Regions from separate parts of the Mus musculus genome. Here regions 1, 2, 3 and 4 are each linked to region 5. The links are chromatin contacts, called in public promoter capture Hi-C maps. All regions are on one chromosome and are shown on one strand. The core of a region is the stretch at or near the end of the contact, and the rest is flanking DNA. Distances in the headings are between cores, read along the strand shown. Region 1 overlaps Gm35184 (a long non-coding RNA gene). Region 2 has its middle 50 kb from the start of Ccnl1. Region 3 overlaps Veph1 (ventricular zone expressed PH domain-containing 1). Region 4 has its middle 34 kb from the start of Veph1. Region 5 holds the start of Shox2 (short stature homeobox 2).

Region 1 (2,700 bases), core at 30-2,529, 600 kb after region 5:
TGACACCTTTGTACTAAAGCCTGCCATTTTTCCAGCAGTGCAGAGAGATAAGTAGTCTCTGCCTTTTGTGGCATGTACACACTTCATGCATAGCCTTGTCTGTGGTAACAGGGCCCTGAGTAGTAACACAGGATAAACACACATTAATATATATATCCTTCAGCTTTTGAAAACAGAACCCCCCCATCTTTTCACCCATTCTTCTGTGTTACCATCTCTGTCATCATTTTGAAGTTGTATATATGATGCATTTGGAAGCACAGATGAACTTCTGTGGCAAAACACAATGTGCCCATCAATATTTTTTTCTTGATCATTCCTTTTTAAACTATTTATATGAGAGTGTCGAGGATTTCCAAACAGGCTTATAGGAAAAGGCTAAGTAGCTGGCTTGATGCCTTTTAATTAAATGAAGCCGAGGCCCTTCTGTAGGGTGAAGTAGCAGAATGAAGTTAGGGAGACCATAGGGCTGGTATGTGCATCGCAAGCTTAGGTGAGTGAACTTGATTTCTAGCAATAAACATTCTATCAAATTCAATTTCCTTCCACAAACTTATGGTGAGTAAATGCAATTTCCCATTCCAAGCAAGCATGTCTCTGAGATTAAGGTGATAGTCTGTAGGAGATAACCATAAAAGTTTAAAGCCATTATTTCCCCCAACAAAATTATTACAAACCAGGAAGGAAATAATTTCATGAACAAGATACAGAGTAGACATAAACACTGGGGAAAGAACTTCAATTCTAACCTTGCTATTTATGTTTTTGGTATTTTCTTAAGTAAGCGTATTATATAATTTTCACTATCCAACTTAAGATCTTTCTGGCTATCTCAGTTCTTTGTATTTGCCACACGGAGTCAGTTTTTCTTTAAAGCATCAAAGACAGCGGTGTCCAGACTTTGGTCATCACTTCAGCTAAGGCTAAATCATGCAAAGTCTTACTTTCTCTTCTAAGTTCCCTGTCCCAGCTTGTCGCCTCTGGGACAAGCAAAGGTGCCTAAAAGAATAGCCTAGGGGGATTCTATAGTTATTTCAAAACTCCAACTCCCTAAAGCAGCTAAAACACTTGTGCATAAATCATGTAGCACATTTGCAAAAACAGTTGACTGTGTTAGCACTAGGTTTGCTTCGCAGACATTAGGAAAGAGTCCCAGTGACAGAGGGAGGGAGGGAGATGCTGGAGACTTTGGCAGTGGGGGCTTGAAACAGCAAGCCCGTGGCGATGTGATGACCTGGTAATAGGAGAAAGTCATTCTTCTCTTCTGGACAGAGCCTAGGGAATGGCCAGGTCTCTGGGTAAAAGGGGCTGCCTCTTACAGCAACAAATTTGCTAGAGGAAGCACACAGCTTACCCTCGTGGAGGGCAGGGAGGAAACAGCAGACTCATCCTCTCCTGCTGGGGAGATGCATGGACATGAGTGGCGGCCACAGAGACCTTGCAGTGGCATATGGAGTATGGAATGACAGGAAGGATCATAAAGGAAAGACCTTTCTGTAGATGCCAGCAGAAACGATGGTAATTCAGATCAGATGACAGCCTCCCTCCCCGCCCCCATGCCTTTCTATGATTTAAATTTCCAATAACTCACTGCAGCCCTTGGGAAAGAGATGGGAAATACTCTTTATTGACTAGTACTAAGATTTAGTCACCTAACAAAATGGGAAATAGAAATTAAATTATAGCAAAATAAAGTCCATTTCCAGCACACCTAAATTTATGGACAATATTCCCATCGGCTATATTTTTATAGAGAGTTTGGTGTTTTTACTTACTTGCGTTTAATTGGGGGTGGTTCTGGGGCAGAAGTGTGATTTGGTAAACAGGTTGTCTTTTATTCAGGTGGTTTTACCCCTTAGCTATTCCCCCTTAGCTTGGTGTTGAGAACACCAAGAAGAGAAGGTGGTCTTTCAAAAATTAGAACCCATTGCTTCAAGTGGCCATTTGGAAGTTATTAGTTTGAATCTTGGATTTGAAAACACTCTTCCAAAATATGCTAATAAGGTTTGACAAAATTAGGATCGTAAGGATTAAAGGAGAAAAATCTATGGTATCAAATTTAATCTTGCTCTCAGAGCTGTTATAAATATTTAGAAGGTTGAATATAATCAGGGGTTTTTCAACACTAGCTGTACGTTAAATCACCCAGAGTATTTTATGAATAGATATATGCCAGACCCACTGAATCTGAATGTCTCCTGCTTGGGTCTCTATTTTAATGGAGCTGTTTCTGAAAAATGATTTTTTTGAAATGTCACAAGACTCTAGAGCAGTTAACATTAATGGCTGTTTGAGAAACCTCTTCCAATACAACAGGCTACACTCAGGACAACTTCGGAAATAGTCATCCTACACTTATCCAAATGTATTTATTATGCACCAAAGATTTAATAGCCCCATGAGGAGTTAGTGTCTTTCATGCAAGATCAAATGCTCATCTCTGCTTTAATTCGTCAATGTGAATGCTCGGTGAACAAAAACCTGGATTTTTGTTGTAGGTTTTGAACAGCTAAGGGGCAAAACTCCCCACTGCTGAGTTGGTCTGGAACTTTCTTCAGAAGCCCAAACTGAAGCATGCTTTTTTTTTTATGAACTCTGTTACTCACACCATCCACGCCATTCTCCCCTTAGGAGTAAATTATTTCAGGAAGCCTAGACTAACTCTCAGGGAGGGAGGGATGTATTTTACTAAGGCAGGAA
Region 2 (2,700 bases), core at 181-2,680, 970 kb after region 5:
ATGCACTGTGACATGCATATACTCGTGTGCATGTACATGCACATACACAGACACAGACACACAATTTTGAAAGAGAGGGGAAATAAGAGAAAGAGACACCACTTCCAAGCCAGGCTTAGCATGCCTGTAATGCCATCACTCAGAGGCTGCAGAATTCCAGATCCACTTTGACACATCGTCTCAGGGGAAAAAAAAATAGAATTAAGTAACAAAGAGAAACCACTACTTTCAAATCTACATATGGGTAACCTACAGAATTTGACAGAAGAGGCAGTGCATATGAGAAATTCAGAAACTGTCTCCCCTACTTCTCCACATAGAAAAAAAAATCCCAAAAAAATATAAACTTACCATTTCCTACTTCTCATAATTCTATGACATTTTCCCACTGCCTAGTTCTGAAATTCAATCCTTCAGAATTCCTAGTGTGTCCCACATGGTTGAATGGAATGTTCAGCATTTTTTTATATAATGCCTCATTAGGCAAGAAATCAACCAAAATAGGCATTTATGATGGTCTCAAAGTGCTCTCATTTTAAGTAAATACACACACTACACATTTTAATAAACCAAACTTGTAAGCACAGCTATTCCAGAGTAGCCACAGGAGACGGGTTCCAGGACCCCTGTGGAGTCCAGAGGCCACAGATGCTCAAGCCCCAGACATTAAATGCTGTGGTGTTTGAACAGAATCTATGTACCTCCTCCTGCCTACTTTAAATTATCCTCAGGTTCCTTCTAATAGCTAATGCAATAGAAGTCATCCATTATACTGTATTCTTTAGAGAATAATGATGAAGAAATGTCTACACAAGTTTAGTGCACACACAACCGTAGCAAGTCATGACTACACAGTATTCAAGCCACCACTGATCGATTCTGCAGATATTGAAACCCTAGAGTTTAAACAAGCTTGGAACACTGATGTCTAGCCAATGTATTGCAAAAGGCAGTGAGGCCTAAATCTGAAGACAAATAAACTGGGAGGTGGCTGAAATCATTATAACTAGAGGTTGGCTTTCTGTTTAATGAAGTAAATTGTCTGAAGAAAGAAATGGAACGTGGTGAGGTAGAGCCTGACTCATGGACACTTACACCAGCCACTTGTGGTGTTTGCTAGTTAACTGAAGCCAGAAGTGACAAATCCCAGGAAAGGCTAAAGGTGGTTAAAACATGTAGGAGGACTGACAATTAATGAGAAAAGAGAAAAGAAATGGGTGTTATACCACCTAGAAAGAAAACAATAGAACTAGAGGCTGATTCATAATAAATTTCAATTTACAAAAGTATTGAGGAGCCAGGGACAAACTCCTCACCCGTGGAACCAGCAGGGATGTTGTCAATTTCAACACAAGAAACTAGACTCAAAACAAACTTCATGATAATGGGAATCTGGCAACTTGTAGCCTGGATGACTAGAGTATGACTCATGTGACCACTTGAAGCCAGCTTGGGAACACTGAAGCACAGAATGAACATGGGAAAGCAAGTCCAAAAGGGTGGAATGGAGATGGATTCCCTGAGAGGACTCCTGAGGAGATATGGCAGGTGTCTCCTGGCCTGACCTGGAGTAGACTTTCTGAGGTGCCTCCTAACTCCACTAGTTCTTCCAAAGACAAGGCTGGAAGCAAGCTGCTTTGCCCCAGTGTGTCCTCAGTTCTCTCCTCCCCCACTTCCTTCTGCACACACACCCTGTTCTAACTACTCCTTCCTTCCTTCTTCAGCACCTTAAATGTCTCTTTTTATCTCCCCTTCCTTTCTCCCATTCAAACACCAGTTTTCAGCCTCTTTCTCTTCCCACCCAGGCACTATGATGAGATGGAGATACAAAAACACTCATGATAAGATTTTATGAAACATTGTAACTAGTACACCAAGAGGATGGCAGAGGATGGCAGCTGTGCTGGCTGGGTTTATGTCAACTTAACACAAGTCAAAGTCATCCGTGAAGGGGGAACCTCAGTTTAGAACAGATCTATAAGATCAAGTTATAGGCAGTTCTATGGGGTCTTCTCTTAATTAGTGATGGCTGGAGAAGGCTCAGCCTGTAGTATCCAGCTTGGGCTGGTGATCTATAAGAAAGCAGGCTGAACATGCCATGGGGATGTAGCCAGTAAGCAACATTTCTTCCATAACCTCTGCATCAGTTCCTGTCTTCTGGTCCTGCCCTATTTGAGTTCCTGTCCTTACTTCCTTCAGGGATAAGCAGTGATGGAGAATTGTAAGCCAAATAAACCCTTTCCTCCCCAAGTTGTTTTTGGCCATGGTGTTTTATTGTAGCAATGATTACCTCAACTAAAATAGTAACAATGTATCTTTCTATAAATGATACAAATTCCCATGCAGCCTCCTATTCCCACCTTTGAAGATAGTAGGATCCAATGAGATGAGAGAAGGATTAACTTGCCAGTTAGGAGACAATCAGTGCCAAGGCATGGTAGCACACACGTGTAATCCCAGCACTCAGGAGGCTGAGGCAGGAAGATCGTAAATTCCAGGCTAGTCTTTATTTAAATATCCTCTTCCAAACACATACACAGACAAATCACAATTTAAACTCCTCTAAGGCTCTTCTCTTTTCCTTCACAGATAAGGGCTGTCATATGTGGAAGGGGTTATATATCTCTGATGATGTGACTAAGGGAGACAATTACTCCAGTGCTATTAGAGATGTCCCCAATGCAGTTGGTGGATCTTGCC
Region 3 (2,700 bases), core at 102-2,601, 770 kb after region 5:
GGAGGGGTGTGATTCTGCATGTCAGGGTAAAGGAGATGTTACCTGGAGGGTGAGATGGTTTCGATTTCCACATGCTCACGTACTGGAATACTTTGTCCTAGCTGGTGGTGCTACTTCAGAATGTTGCAGCTATAGGCCACTAAGGACAGTCCTCTGGGGGTTACATCTGCTTCGTGGTCTTCCATGATGTGAGAAACCCCAGTAGGGACTGAGCCTCCCAAACCACGCTTTCCACTCCATGATGGTCTGAAATCTTTGAAAGCAGAAGTTAAAGCAAACCCTCCCTCACATTTCTTCTGATGTTTTTCTTGTTGGAATAGCGACTAAAACAGAGGTCATTAGTGATATCTCTAATGAGTGTACTACCCTGGGATGGTTGGTTGGTTGGTTGGTTAGTTGGTTGGTTGGTTGGTTGGGTTTGTTTTGTTTGTTGAATGCAAACTCATCACCTACCCTCTGAGACCAGTGAGAGAACATGACTTTCAGGACTGGTCAGCAGTGTGCCTAAAAAACAAACAAACAAACAAGCAAACAAACAAACAAAACCTCTTCCTGGGCTGGAGAGATTGCTCAGTGGTTAAGATCACTGACTGCTCTTCCAAAGGTCCTGAGTTCAATTTGCAGGAACCACATGCTGGCTCACAGCCATCTGGAATAAGATCTGCTGCCCTCTCCTGGTGTGTCTGAAGACAGCTACAATGTACTCACATAAATAAAATAAATAAATCTTTAAAAAACAAACAAACAAACAAACAAACAAACAAAAAACCCTCTTCCTTGGACCATGATATAGTTCAGGGATAAAGTGTGTCTCTTGTTAACCCTTCTTTTCCCATAAAAGGAGGCCTCATTCAAGACCCCATAGAGACAATTTCTCTACACAAAGCTTATGATTAATGAATCTAAGCATCTACACACTTGTAAGCTCAAAGATGTACATGGGTGGTCAGGCAAGTCCTCAACCTTCATCAATAATACTGGGTATGATTCTTTAAAGAACACTATTCTTCTCAGATAGAGAGGCCATTCCTGGTTAGTGACTCACGGTCAGCATCCCCAGGGGAACTGCAGGATCCATTTATAGGAAAAGTCTGTGTGGTCAGTTTTCCAAGTTGCCTTTATAAGAATAAAGTCAGTGTTTTCTTGGCTGCCATGGGACATCCTGGGTCTAGCTAGCAAATAGAACAGAATTTATTAATGTGTGTGCATACATGTTATTAGCCCCAGGCATGGGCTTCTGGCCCCAGGCATGCAAAGATGAGTGACAGAGAGAGGCAAGTGAAAGTCTTCCCTCCTCACTCTTCAGACCCAGAGGAACTGGTCATTTCCTGGGTTTCACACAACAGAGTAGAACATTCCTATTCTTGTGCCAAATCTTACAACACCGCATACATCATCCACCAGGCCAGTCGCCATGCCCACAATGCCCAGGGGTCATTTGGCATAATTACTTGAAGTCATTTACAAAACATGAAGAAGATTGAGCAAAGGAATAGAGAGACGCTTTAGAAGCAGTCTGCACAGCAGAACCTCTTTACCAGAACATCAGTGTGGAGGAAATAAGTCATAAACAAAAGGAATGGCAGTCATTTTCAAAGATTTCTAGAAATTAATGAAGTCTGGATTAACTAGAAAAATTTGCCAGAGGACTAATTTAAGTGGTAGTACACCACACCACACACACGCACGCACGCACGCACATTGCCTTCTACTTAATATACAGGTCTTGAAATGTCAATAATTTTCAGATGACTCTGTTCTTAAGGTACCCTTGGCTTTGCAGAGAGGTATCCACAAACTTTCAACTCTGTGGTGAGGCCACATTATGAACTGCTATGAGGGGGTGGAAAGAAAAACGACTAGTGTCCAGGAAGGACCAGAGAGCTCAAGGCTGAGGTTCACTCCAGCTGTTTGCTTTGGACAGTTTTGTTCATGCTTCCTCTTCTTGAGCCCCACCTTAAACCCACCCCTCACTAAATACAGTCCAGGACACTAGAGCCTAGGAATTTTCCTAGACACCCTAAGCCTGCCCCTGATGCTTCTGCACGGTTGGGTCCGTTCATTCCAACACAAGCCACTCTAAGAGTATGACTGACTAGAGCCCTTCTGAGTCATTTGCTTGCTTATTTTACATTAAAAAAATTGGGATTCGGGAATCGATAAAAAGGAATGGGTTTATTTGCAGTTTAGGTCAGAACTAAAGAGCAAAAGTTCTTAGTTTTCTCTACCTTTCCTATTGCAATTGTACAATTTATCGTAGGAAATGTGGAACAAAGGCCAGAAAGTGCTTGTAAGTAGATTTAGCTGTGAGATGAGCTGTCAGAACTGTGAGAAATTTCCCTGAGGGGATCCCCTCCTGGAAACAGGGCTTCAAGCTATTCTCATTCTTAACATATATTATGGAGAATTTTTTTTTTTTAGGATCTACATTACACTGTTAAGTGACCTCATATTCCTGAGAGGTTGGTTAAATTAGCCTGGGATAGCCAGGTGGAACAAGGTAAGGGTAGAAAGAAAGGGGGTTGAGTCATCTCTCTCTACTTCATATAAGCTAAGCAGGGCAGAGATTCAAAATCAAAACTAAGCATCTCAGATTGTTGCGAGGCTCATTTACCAGGCAGAAGGATTATATCTTAAAGGGCTGCTGAATATTTGGGTATCTGGTTGCAGGATGCTAGCCCAGGCCCTCTGTCTATAAGG
Region 4 (2,700 bases), core at 101-2,600, 650 kb after region 5:
ATACAGTCTAACAGAAACCCAGTGAATGAATTATGGTAAAGCAGTTCACAAACATTATATGGTTTCCTTTTTTTTTAAACTTTTGTTTCCTCTCCGTGAAATAACAATGAGGCACGTAGCTTGAATAAGGTCATTTCTTATAGCAGAATGAAAGCATTAGAGGGACTCTGGTTGTATTTTAGCCTACAGGCAAAACCTCCACAGCTTTATGGTCAGACAGTGCCCCCTTGTGGAAGATGTAAGGTTAGTAGGACTGAACTGCTCTGTGACTGGGATCACTGGCAAAGCTGAAAGAGGCACTAAGCAAAGGTCAAATCCTGAGCCTCTTTGTAAAGAGCGTCCGTCGTGCTGGAAGAAGACACTTTACAAAACAAGGATGGGCGCACAGCCAGATAGGAAGGGGAACTTGGGCCAGTCAAGCTGATGGTCTCGGTTCTAGAAAACTTGACTCACTGAACGATAAAGAGGCACAGCAGAATGGAGAAGGAATGCCTTTGAGCTCAGCCTGTCTGGGTGCAAATCTTAGCTGAGAGTAACTATGACTATAGGATGCTCCGTTGTTGCTCTAAGCTTCGGTCATCCTACCTGTTATCAGATGTCCATTGGTACAGATCAGAAGTATTGTGAGGGCCAAATGAACATGGTGCGCGGAAAGTGTTTTTAGGGCAATGTTTCTAAAAATATCTATTACCTTACCAGAGTGCACTTCAAATCAATGAAAGACACTCAGCTTTTTGTTTTTAAAAATGGCTTTTACATACATGCGTTTCCCAGCCACACAAGAAAACCCATGAAAGTGTGGGACTGGACATGCTAAGCCTTTGTGTAGGACTGTTTGGGAGACAGAAACCAGGTTGATTAGACCTACAAGCATGTGCGCATGCGTGTATCTGGAGCGTATGTAGACTGAGGGAGAAGGCTGGTTAGTGGGTCAACGCACTGTGTCGGGTAAAGGCAGAAATGACAATAATCAGTCAAGGGCCTCAGAAAGGGCTCAGGAGCCATCCTCTGGGAGAACACAAGAGGGTATTCTCAAGCAGCCAGCGCCTCCACTCAAGCACCGACACAGCGCCAATGGGCAAACAAAAGAAAAACAGGAAGACTGTGGGAAGCTTATCTTTTAACTCCCTTAAATGTGCCGCTACCAAGAATAATTCAGGGGTTTAAGAATGTCGAAATGCCCTAAGAATCTCAAGCTGGGGGGAGAAACTCTTGGGCAAGGCAGGCAAGTGGCTTGTGCCTGTGGGCTGAGGGCCTCACCGGTCCTGCCCAACCCTTCAGAGGAAAGCCTGCTGGAGACACACGAACAAATGACTGTACCACAACTCATTCTCACGAAGCCTCCCCAAGTTGGACTTCACGTGCCACTTTCCTAAAAGAGCAATCTGATGGGAAATGACACTACACTTGACTAGCACTTGGAACTCACTCTCCCTTAACCCCCACCCCACAGCTTTAATCACTTGTAAGGAGTGAGTTTTTTTCAGATTTCCCATTTTAATAAAAGGCAGTTCAAGTATCTTGGCCTGGGTCACATGAACTACTGTCTTGCTCTCTGGCTTCTTGCGGCTCCTACCCAGCCAGCTCCTACTTCAAGGTTGGTGACATTTTTTGATGGGTTTCTCTCTCTCTCTCTCTCTCTCTCTCTCTCTCTCTCTCTCTCTCTTACCTGTCAAGCATCAGTGAGAAACCTCAAAAGTGCAGTTAGATTTTGACATATATCTATTTGTGCTCCCGGGCTTTCCGCTGGAACGCCAAGGCCTCCTTCCAAGGTTCTGTTCCTTTGTCCTTATTGTTCCAGCATGTCATCCACTCTGCCTGAGTCAATCTCCTCCCTGTCTGCAGTTACCTCTTTTTACTCTCAGGAAATCATATTTCATGTTTTGCTTCAAAAGTCCTAGGTATTTTAATGACTTTTTTATTCTTCCTTTTTGTCTCTACTTCTTCCTTTCTGCCAAGGCTGGTCCTACCTGTTGGAATCCTGGCCCTCGACTCCTTCCCTTGTGTCCCTGTCTTAGTTAAGGTTTGCATTGCAGAAAGAGACACCATGACCAAGGCAACTCTTACAAAGGACATTTAATTGGGGCTGACTTACAGGCTCAGAGGTTCATTCCATTATCGTGGCAGGAAGCACTGCTGGCAGCTTCCAGGCAGGCATGACCCTAGAGGAGCTGAGAGTTCTACGTCCTCATGCAAAGGAATCCAGGAGCAGACTGTCCTCAGGCAGCAGCTAGGAGGAGGGTCTCAAGGCCCACCCCCACAGTGACACAATTCTTCCAACAAGGCCACACCTCCTCCAACAAAGCCACACCTCCTCCAACAAGGCCACACCTCCTAATAGTGCCACTCCCTGGACTGGGCATATTCAAACTATCACAGTCCTGTTCCATCAAAGGACCCCTCTTAGCCTCATTTATGTGATTTTTCTGTCTTGTTTATGATACTAGCTGTTGTGATTTGAATGTGAAATGACCCCAGAGGCTCTTGTATCTAAACACTTTCTCCACAGCTGGTGGTCCTGTTTGGGAAGGCTGTAGAACATTTCAGGATGCCGAGCCTCCCCTGAAGAATTGTGTTGGTGGAAGTTGGCCTTACGAAATTTGGCAATCCAATTCTTCCTTCTCTTTCAGATTCCTGATACAGATGGCCAGGCTTATCTCCATTGACCACTGCCCTTAAGCATCCGATGGACCTACCTCT
Region 5 (2,700 bases), core at 23-2,522:
AATTAGGAAATCGAACTAGAATGCCCCCCAAGATGCTAAATAATTAAGGGCAGGGTGCAGGGAGTTGTTAGGAAAAGGAGTAAGAACCCTTAGACCTCATAGAGAAAATCGAAATGGAACTGCGCCTGACCGGGCTGTAAGAAAATACCTTAAGACCGAATCTGGCAGAGAACAGCTGCTCAGGAAACAAGTTAAATCGACCAACCCCTTCTAGCGGGATGTGTCTTTATGGGAGTCAGCTTTGACTCCAAAGTAGTAGAGTGAATTACAGGGACCAGTACTCAGTGAGGCTGGCTGCGCGTTCGGAAGATCCTAAAAGGAGGTGAAGCCTTCCGAGGTGCTGCAATGAAGCCCCATTCGCAGCAGGCGCGTGAAGACCGGATGCACCGCTGTGCAGCTGCAGCGGCTTGGAGCAAGAAAGGGTGCAGGAACGGAATACTGGAATGGTTGCTAGGCCTATTAACCATAGAGAGCCCGATACTGGGCCAGAGACCAGGGGTCATCATTGTAGGGTCGAGCAGTTGGGATGCCCACCCAGAGCGAGGCTGTAGGGTCGGGTACTCTCTGAGGATACCCACTGACTCTGATTGCAATGCACTTGTCAGTTTCCTCTTGGCCCCGCCTCCGAGAAGTCTATCCAGTTCCCCAGTGTTTTACTAAGTCGTGACACCAACGCAAAATCCACGCTTAATTAAATTAATTAGGGATTCTTGTCAATCCTGGATTAATGGCCAAGAGCACCAGCGGCCGAGGCTATCAGAAAACCCGACCGCTGAGGACCTGCCTCCTCTCCCCGCCCCCTCTGGTCCCCTGCTTGCCCTCCCTCTCCAGCCCGGTGGACTCCAGCCTGGATCCTCCATCCTCAATATTCATATTCATATTCTCTCTCTCTCTCTCTCTCTCTCTCTCTCTCTCTCTCTCTCTCTCTCTCTCTCTCTCTCTCTCTCTCGTCCCCACTCCCTCTCCTCCCCACCCCAGGTAGTGGCGCTCCTGCTACCCGCGAAGGGGTTCACTAGGAGTTGCGAGGGGAGGTAATTTACTCAGAACAAGAGGCCCGCCTTTAGGAAGTATAAATAGTGAGACTTCAAGAGCTGCGTCGCTATCAGATCTGAACTCTCCGCAGGAAGAATTGTCAAAGATCTTAACATTGAACACGCGCACTCCGGCAGGGAAGCATCAGTTCCCATTTCCCTCTGGCGGCCCCCGCCCCTTCCCTCCTCCCCCCTCTCCCCCTTTACCCCCTCCTTCCTCCTCCTCCTCCTCGTCCTCCTCCTCCTCTTACTTCTTTTTCTCCTTCTACTTCTCCTCTTCTTTCTTCTCCTCTTTTTCTTCTTCCTCCTCCTCCCTCTCCTCCCCCATCCCCCTGCCCCATTGATGTGTTATTATTGGGGGGGCTGGAGCAGTAAAAAAAGAAGGAGGAAAAAAAGAGCGGGGCTCGGCAGGGAGAGCTTGAGCGCGAGGTTGACCGGCGGCGGCAGCGGCCGCGATGGAAGAACTTACGGCGTTCGTCTCCAAGTCTTTTGACCAGAAAGTGAAGGAGAAGAAGGAGGCCATCACGTACCGGGAGGTGCTAGAGAGCGGGCCGCTGCGCGGGGCCAAAGAGCCCGGTTGCGTCGAGCCGGGCCGCGACGACCGCAGCAGCCCGGCAGTCCGGGCGGCCGGCGGAGGCGGCGGCGCGGGAGGAGGCGGAGGCGGAGGCGGAGGAGGCGGAGGAGGTGCTGGAGGAGGAGGAGCAGGCGGAGGAGCTGGAGGAGGGCGCTCTCCCGTCCGGGAGCTGGACATGGGAGCCGCGGAGCGGAGCAGGGAGCCCGGCAGCCCGCGGCTGACGGAGGGTAACGGCCTGCCCCCGGCCGCGGTTCCCCTTACTGCCTTCCCTTATCCTCGGGGCGGGAGAGGACCCGGGACCCGAGCGGGAGGAGGGCGGCATCGCAGAGGGCCCTGGACCCCAGCTTTGGGAGATACCGGGATAGTGGAGGGGTAGGAGGCCAGACTGCTCCGTCGTGGGTGGGGTCCTCGCGTGGGGGAGGGCGTGGGGTTTCGCGCACCCTTCTCTGTCGCTCCGGTTGCACCGAAATATGTTTTTCGCGAGCGGGAGGATGGGGCCGCGCTGCGGGACGGCGAAGTTTGTGTGGCCCGCGGCGAGAAGGGGTGCGGCAGGGGCTCACTAGGAGGCCGGTTGTAACTAGCCCGTAGTCCCGAGTTTGCCAGAACCCCTTTCCTAAGCCTAAAGGAGAGAAGGGGAGGGGAGAGAAAGAGGAGAGCCACACGACATTGCCCTTCTTTAGATTTGCCATCAAAACCACTGTAACTCTGCAAAGCCCCCAAATCTCCGGATCTTGGGGACCAAACTTCACATTCTTACTGAACAGTTAAGGTAGGAGCCAGCCAAAGGTCCAGGCCAAGGTGATTCCCTCTCGGTGGAGGAATTGAGGAGTAGAGGGTGGGGGACGACGACGAGGACACTACATACACAATTTCTTTACTGGCTAGAATCGTGCAGTACTTTAGGAGAGAGAGAGAAAGAGATGGAGAGAGAGAGAGAGAGAGAGAGAGAGAGAGAGAGAGAGAGAGAGAGAGAGAGACTTTTGGAGAGAGCAGTGTTAGAAAAAGGCTTTATCTAACCGGTGAAGCGTCCATCAACTCAAAGTTAAAAATTAATTTGGCACTCGGTACTGCAGTAACTGGTGTGCTGCCATATTT

The links. Promoter capture Hi-C pulls out the DNA fragments that hold promoters and counts their contacts.
Region 1: a promoter capture Hi-C map of cranial neural crest shows a contact between it and region 5. The contact joins the enhancer-like site here to the promoter of Shox2 in region 5. A contact is called at or near these places in 8 of 39 promoter capture datasets (cranial neural crest, embryonic stem cells, frontonasal cranial neural crest and 4 more), 3 of 484 Hi-C or Micro-C datasets (LSK cells, hematopoietic stem cells and nephron progenitors) and 11 of 115 datasets of contacts at active chromatin or transcription factors (craniofacial prominence, embryonic basal ganglia, embryonic forebrain and 7 more).
Region 2: a promoter capture Hi-C map of the 3T3-L1 cell line shows a contact between it and region 5, with 16 times the contacts expected there. The contact joins the enhancer-like site here to the promoter of Shox2 in region 5. A contact is called at or near these places in 4 of 39 promoter capture datasets (the 3T3-L1 cell line, hippocampal neurons and liver), 1 of 484 Hi-C or Micro-C datasets (adipose-derived mesenchymal stem cells), 3 of 115 datasets of contacts at active chromatin or transcription factors (embryonic forebrain, embryonic hindbrain and forebrain) and 1 of 9 other capture datasets (embryonic stem cells).
Region 3: a promoter capture Hi-C map of the 3T3-L1 cell line shows a contact between it and region 5, with 6 times the contacts expected there. The contact joins the enhancer-like site here to the promoter of Shox2 in region 5. A contact is called at or near these places in 2 of 39 promoter capture datasets (the 3T3-L1 cell line and embryonic stem cells), 1 of 484 Hi-C or Micro-C datasets (embryonic stem cells) and 2 of 115 datasets of contacts at active chromatin or transcription factors (astrocytes and bone marrow-derived dendritic cells).
Region 4: a promoter capture Hi-C map of the 3T3-L1 cell line shows a contact between it and region 5, with 38 times the contacts expected there. The contact joins the enhancer-like site here to the promoter of Shox2 in region 5. A contact is called at or near these places in 15 of 39 promoter capture datasets (the 3T3-L1 cell line, 3T3-L1-derived adipocytes, the C10 cell line and 10 more), 2 of 15 datasets of contacts at CTCF or cohesin (the NIH/3T3 cell line and stem cell-derived epiblast-like cells), 20 of 484 Hi-C or Micro-C datasets (3T3-L1-derived adipocytes, Sertoli cells, adipose-derived mesenchymal stem cells and 14 more), 17 of 115 datasets of contacts at active chromatin or transcription factors (the NIH/3T3 cell line, astrocytes, bone marrow-derived macrophages and 11 more) and 3 of 9 other capture datasets (adipose tissue, embryonic stem cells and macrophages).

What each region holds. Positions count from the first base shown.
Region 1 is chr3:66,381,075-66,383,774 of GRCm38.p6, reverse strand. All of the region lies in intron 1 of Gm35184 (a long non-coding RNA gene), which reads right to left. Among named protein-coding and RNA genes, the nearest start is that of Gm35184, 8.1 kb to the right of the region's middle. Within about 2 kb of position 1,279, at least 3 of the 459 cell types and tissues checked have an H3K27ac peak or open chromatin away from gene starts, as enhancers often do.
Region 2 is chr3:66,006,546-66,009,245 of GRCm38.p6, reverse strand. No RefSeq gene overlaps it. Among named protein-coding and RNA genes, the nearest start is that of Ccnl1, 50 kb to the right of the region's middle. Within about 2 kb of position 1,430, at least 42 of the 459 cell types and tissues checked have an H3K27ac peak or open chromatin away from gene starts, as enhancers often do.
Region 3 is chr3:66,207,727-66,210,426 of GRCm38.p6, reverse strand. All of the region lies in intron 5 of Veph1 (ventricular zone expressed PH domain-containing 1), which reads left to right. Among named protein-coding and RNA genes, the nearest start is that of Ptx3, 11 kb to the left of the region's middle. Within about 2 kb of position 1,351, at least 33 of the 459 cell types and tissues checked have an H3K27ac peak or open chromatin away from gene starts, as enhancers often do. A contact at or near this core is called in astrocytes, where this site is marked.
Region 4 is chr3:66,329,586-66,332,285 of GRCm38.p6, reverse strand. No RefSeq gene overlaps it. Among named protein-coding and RNA genes, the nearest start is that of Veph1, 34 kb to the right of the region's middle. Within about 2 kb of position 1,350, at least 4 of the 459 cell types and tissues checked have an H3K27ac peak or open chromatin away from gene starts, as enhancers often do.
Region 5 is chr3:66,980,343-66,983,042 of GRCm38.p6, reverse strand. It overlaps Shox2 (short stature homeobox 2), which reads left to right and starts at 1,272. Exons shown (of 5, transcript NM_001302357.1): 1 at 1,272-1,832. The coding sequence starts at 1,487. It also overlaps a transcript of Rsrc1 not described here.